Linked DNA regions of Ovis aries: region 2 is linked to region 1. The links are chromatin contacts, called in public Hi-C maps. All regions are on one chromosome and are shown on one strand. The core of a region is the stretch at or near the end of the contact, and the rest is flanking DNA. Distances in the headings are between cores, read along the strand shown.

The links. A called contact is a pair of places that touch in the nucleus more often than the background predicts.
Region 2: a Hi-C map of mixed tissues shows a contact between it and region 1, with 19 times the contacts expected there. The contact joins two enhancer-like sites. A contact is called at or near these places in 14 of 16 Hi-C or Micro-C datasets (blood, hypothalamus, liver and 7 more).

What each region holds. Positions count from the first base shown.
Region 1 is chr1:43,773,470-43,776,555 of ARS-UI_Ramb_v3.0, reverse strand. No RefSeq gene overlaps it. Among named protein-coding and RNA genes, the nearest start is that of DIRAS3, 52 kb to the right of the region's middle. Within about 2 kb of position 1,550, at least 11 of the 54 cell types and tissues checked have an H3K27ac peak or open chromatin away from gene starts, as enhancers often do.
Region 2 is chr1:44,009,373-44,012,458 of ARS-UI_Ramb_v3.0, reverse strand. No RefSeq gene overlaps it. Among named protein-coding and RNA genes, the nearest start is that of TRNAC-ACA, 61 kb to the left of the region's middle. Within about 2 kb of position 1,513, at least 7 of the 54 cell types and tissues checked have an H3K27ac peak or open chromatin away from gene starts, as enhancers often do.

The DNA.
Region 1 (3,086 bases), core at 301-2,800:
TGTTTTTTTTTTTTTTACAAATTGAAGCTTTATGGCAACCCTCTGTCAGATGATGGTTAGCATTTTTTATTTTAGCAATAAAATATTTTTTACTCAGGTATGTGCATTGTTATTTAGACATGCTGCTACTGCATACTGAATAGACTACAGTATGTGTAGACATAACTTTTATATGTATTCAGAAACCAAAACACCCATGTGACTCCTTTTATTGTGGTATTCACTTTATCCCAGTGGTCTGGAACCAAGCCTGCAGTATCTCCAAGTTGTGCCTATATCACCAAAAATACTGTATTCAGCTAAATTATAGGACTTTACACATATGAATTTCACTTTTCCCACACACAGATACAATGGGTAAAGCACATCTTTAAGTTTTAAAATACACACAATTTGATATATAAATAAAAGTAGTAAAGTCCTTTCTAGGTGCAGAATGTGTTGGTTTCAATTGCTGGAGAATTGCCTCCCTCAGCTTGGACCTCTTCTTTGTCCCACTCTCTGTCTACACACACTCATACATAAATACAAACACACACACATATACATCCCATTACTGTTAAACTCCTTTTTTCATGTGTTGGTATTTTATAATATGGGACTTTATAATTTACGTATGTTTCCTTTAATATCTCCTCTTCATAGTCACGGGGCTTCTCAGATGGTGCTAGTGGTAAAGAACCTGCCTGCCAATGCAGGAGACACAGAGACCTGGGCTCGATCCCTGGGTCGGGAAGATCCCCTGGAGGAGGGCATGGCAACCCCCTCCGGTGTTCTTGCCTGGAGAATTACACGGACAGAGGAGCTTGGTGGTCTGTGGTCCATAGGGTCGAACAGGACTGAAGTGACTTAGCACACACATGCACCCTCTTCACAGTCACATAGTGACTGCTTTACATAATAAAGAAGTGAGGTTCAGAGAGGGGAAGTGACAAAATTGGAACCAAGGAGAGATCTTCAGTCTCTGAACCTGCCTCTTAAGTAGCTTACTTGCAGCAGAAGAGTCAAGAATTTTGTTTTGAGTTGCAGCTCTCATTAGAGCAGAATGACCTTATTGGGAAATGTCATTCCAGAGGAAGAAAATAGCGGCCTACTCTCCATTTTCATCGATGGCAAGTGTCTGCCCTCTTCTGGCCAAAGGGAGAATGACGGCTATCACTGAGCAAATTCTTAGGACAAAAGTCAAACCTTCATAGGGGGGAGTTTGTAGTGGCTCCGTGATAATTATTGCTTTTTAGTGAGTTCTTGTCATAGCTTTGCATATGACTTTGCGCTGGGACCTTCCAGACGACTGTCTGTGCCCTATTCCCCTTGAACTTGGTGATCTCTGAAGTCCTCAGCAGCCCTGACTTTAAGAATTGTAAAGGAGGCTTGTGTTAATGACGTCTTACAGCAATGCAGGGCCCGGTCCGCTGTGGGTAGATACAAAGGCATGGCAGCATGGCAACCTGAGCGGGGGCCAGTGCAAATAGACCCCCTGCATTTATTGATTAGGAAGCCCCTTCGATCCTGCTCGTTACTCTCCTGAGCCCCTTCGAGGCTCTGAGCTCCCTCTAGTGGCTGCTATATCCAGCAACCTTTTTCATAAGTCAAGGTCAGGATGGGCTTCACTCCCATGATGAACTCTTCTCAATCAGGGACACCAAGAAACTGAAAGTGAGCCATAAACAGGAGTGGCCAACACACGAGGTCTTTCATTGCACGTGCTAGGCGGACATTCCTCACATGCTGACTTGATGGAAACTTCATGGGCAGCACGAGAGGCCGGAAGCCAGTCGAGACACAGAACAGGGAATCCGATGTAAAGACTCTTCCTTTGTTTTTTGAAATGCTTCACAAAGGCAGTTGTTCCTAGGAATGGGCAAGAGTTTTAAATCACGTATGTGTGTTTTGGCTGGGTTACCCTAAAGGCAGCTTCTGAGTCAAGAATCCATGTGAAGGTTTGGAAGGCCACCAGAGGAGATGAAGAGAAGGTGGGAGACTGGGAAGGCCCCGAGGGTGACGGGCAGCCCTATTGAGCAAGGAGGCAGAGTCTAGGCGGCACTTGCCCTCTGTAGGTGCAGGGTCACCCCTGAGCTGTTAGCTACCTGGAGCCAGGGTCAGCTTGAAGAATACAGGTGCTACGCTGTGTGCTTAGCTATCCCCAAAGCAAAACAGGCTTGTTTTAAAAACCTTGGAGAGATGTGTAAGAGTAAGAAACAAAAGGAAAACTTTTCATTGATCATACCAAGTGTTAGAGATAAATGCTAAAAAGTCAGTGTTCTTACACAACTTGTGATATGCATGTATATATCATGTATATGTGTATATATCAAATATGTATGTGTATATAATGTTTATCATGTATTTTACATGTTAGCGATGGCATTATATATGGAAGATTTCTGGAGAATTTCTCCAGAAATTCTCTAGAAAGCAGTATTATGTAACCTGCCTTTTTTTACAATTAACTATATCTAGAAACTCTTTTCCTCTTTTTCATTACCTACAGCATGATTTTAATGACTTTATTATCGTAGTCTCTGATAAGGGTATGTCATCATTTGTTTATTAAGCCCCTACTTTGGACATCAAAATGGTTTGCAGAGTCTGACTATTTTATGCTGAAATGAACATCCTTGGATATAAGTCTTGTTGCAGATCTCTGATGGTTGCCTTAAGATCAGTTCCTAACGGCAGAATTACTGGGCAGAAGTTCAATTATTCATTCACTAAGTGTATATCAAACACCTTATTATGTGCCAGTGCTGTCCTAAGTCCTTGGGACAGACCAGGAAGCCATGTCTCTGTCACTAAGATGTGTATTGACTGGTAGGGGGAGGTGGTGAGGGGGCAATAAATAATAAATAAATACAGTGGTGCTGATAAAAGCTATCAAGGAAAGCATTTATCATGGACACCTGAAAGCTTCCCATGGCCCCCAGAAACATGCCGCCAGCAGAATGGGGCCTGTGGCTTCATGTCCTCACTGACACTATGCAGTTTTGACATTTGCCACTTCAAGATGCAAACAAGTTGCATTTGATATTTATTGCATGACCAGTGACATTGAACACATTACTATGAGTTTATATTTTTAGGTTGTC
Region 2 (3,086 bases), core at 264-2,763, 240 kb before region 1:
AGTTCTTTTTGTCTTTTGTCTATGCCAGTGGTGAGAATTGTTTAAAAAATTACAGATGCTGAGGCCACACTCAATACCTACTCAGTCAGAATTTTTGTAATCTTTTCTCTCCTCATTTTGACCCAAATCTTAAAGGACTAGAATCAGTCAAATCCCAGGAAATTAATAGACCATGGCTCTGGAGAGAGATGATTTCAAGACTGACTGACTTCAAGTCTTTCAAGAAAGACTGACTTTCCTTATCGATGATCAGTTACAGTCAGTGGCCATGTCAAAGGGTAGTTTAGGATGAGTGCCCTTCATTTCCTCTGTAATCTCTATCACCACTCCCACCTCACCTAAATTTTTAAAAATAATAATTTTATATGGCAACTGATATTTTTGTTAATTTTCTATAGTGTCAATAAAGGCATATTTTTTATTACTCTTAGCAAACAGGATATCCCATGTTCTAGCCCTCTCCTTTCCTAGACATGCATCTATATCAGCAGCCCTCTTCATATGACAAATTACCAAAGTCCCTCTCCTTTTGGACTGTGCTTTTTTATAACCCATCCCATATGCAGCTTCCAAAAGAAAAAGTTCCTGGGGTGTAGCATCAGACATGCCATGCTCCTGTTAACCAAGACTTTCCATCACTTCCAGTTGTGCAAGAAGAAGAAACAAATTCCTCTTCCAAGCCTTGTGCAATAGAGTCCCAAACTAGCTCATATCTTCTGGCTCCCCAAATTACAGTCTATATCTGATTCTGGCCAAAATGGATTATTTGCTGTTTCCCAAACTGTTCCCATACTTTTTCTCATGCATTTCACACTTCTTGGATGCCTTTTATTATCAGACGACTTGCCTTTTGAAACCCTACAGTCCTTTAAGGTTCATCTCCAACACCAGTTCTCCCATGATGGCTTTTATTTTTTCAATTTATTCTGATTTTAATTATGATCAAAAAAAAATTTTATATATATTATCAAAAATCATTTATTTTCTATCCAATATTTGGAAGAAACCGTGACAGAGACTAAAATAACCTGTGTCTACTAATATATTGTGAGGCCTTTATGATTTGACCTTGGGGTACCGGACTCATTGGTGAATCCTAATTTCATTACCAGATAGCTGTGTAAACTTGGACAAGTAATATCTCCAGCCTTAAGCTTATCATAAATAAAATAAACATTATAAAGTATCTTCATTGGAGAATTACTGTGAAAAACAGAAATGATCTTGCACATATTGTCTAGTAAGTAGCACATTATTCAGTGTTGCTGAATGTGTTTAGTAAATGTCGCAAATGAGTTGGGATCCAAGAGAAAGAATTCTAACCCCAACTCTGTCAAAACCTTGGATATATTACTTGCTCTCTCTAGGCCTCCCTATCTCCCATCATGCATATCGCTAAGTGGTGAAACCCGTGCCCTCCGACTGAGTCAACCTGAGTCCCTAGGCGGCAGTGTCTTAAGTTTAGGCCCATACTCTGTGTGGCCACTAGCTGGCAGGATTGCCACATGGCTGCCTGGCCACTCCCTATCTCCACCTCCAGGAAGGCCCTGCCTTAGGGACTCTGGACCAAAACAAACACAACAGTCTAACCTAGTAGCGGCCAAGACTTCAGAGTGGAGTTTTATGGGGCTTTTATAGAGAAGAGGATGTGCGTCTCCAGCGCTCTAGTACAAGCCTAGAGAAGGGAGTAGGATTCCCAGGGCAGGACATTGATCACATGGCAGATGGCCCTGTAAAGTGCTGCAGGTTACCCAGGCCAATACCAGGGTGCCCTTTGGAGAATCAGATGCTGCCTGTCTTGGAAACCACATCCCATGCCTCACAAAATACTTGTGAAAATTTGGGACTTGGACTTGTCATGTCCAAATGTGTGAGCAACTCACTTTGATTTCTTCACTCCTCAGTTTCCTTTGATGTAAGATGAGAATAAGTCAGGTCTCTGAACATCTTGTTCTGCTTCTCAGCGCCACAGGCACTGCAGAATCCTGGAAAGAATACGGGCTTTATGAACACACAGACTTGCTTTAATTACTGTTCTGTCCTTTTACGTGAACCTGAGAAACTTTTCTAAGTTTCCTCATCTACAAAGTGAAGGCATGCTGCTGCTGCTGCTAAGTCGCTTCAGTCATGTCAGAGTCTTTGCGACCCCATGGACCACAGCCTACCAGGCTCCTCCAGCCATGGGATTCTTCAGGCAAGAGCACTGGAGTGGGTTGCCATTGCCTTCTCCAAGTGAAGGTATAAAACCTATTTATTTCACAATTTTTTTTTTTTTGATGAATGAAATGAAATAAAGGAAGTGAAAGGAGCACATAGAGTTGCTCAATAATGTTAATTCCCTTCCCTGATTATAAACATACAAAATAGCATGTTTCTGTAGTCATTAAAAATTTGTACACATGCATTAAAAAAAATGTAACAAACTCTTAAGATTTATCTCTAGTGATAAAAATTCAAGTGACTAGTCTTTTCTTCTTTATTCCCCTCTGTAGTTTTTCTGAATTTTCTAAAATGAACCTTTGCCTCTGTTTTTCCTTTTTTATTGTGGTAAAATATGCAAAGCCTAAAATCGACCATTGGAGCCATTTTTAAGTAAACAGTTCTGAGGTAGATTCACAATGTTGTATAACCACACCCATTGCCATCCACATCCCCTTACCATCCCAAACTGAAATTCTGTGCCCATTAAATCATAGCCTCCATTTCTCCTTCCCCCGACCCCTAGTAACCACCATTCTACTTTCTCTCTGTATGAATTTGACTGTTCTAAACACTTCACTTCATATAAGTGGAATCTTACAATATTTGTCCTTTCGTACATGGCTTATTTCTTACTTTGCTTAGCATAATGTTGTCAATGCTCATCTATGTTGTAGCACAAATAAGAATTTCCTTTCTTCTTAAGACTGAGAAATATTCTATTGTGTTTGTGTATTTACATATTTTTATTCATTTATCCATCAATGGATATTAGGATTGTCTTTATCTTTTTGACTCTTCTGAATAATATGAACAACAGTATACAAATATCTGTTTGAGTCGCTGCTTTCAATTCTTTTGGTTATATATCCAGAAGTGGAATTGCT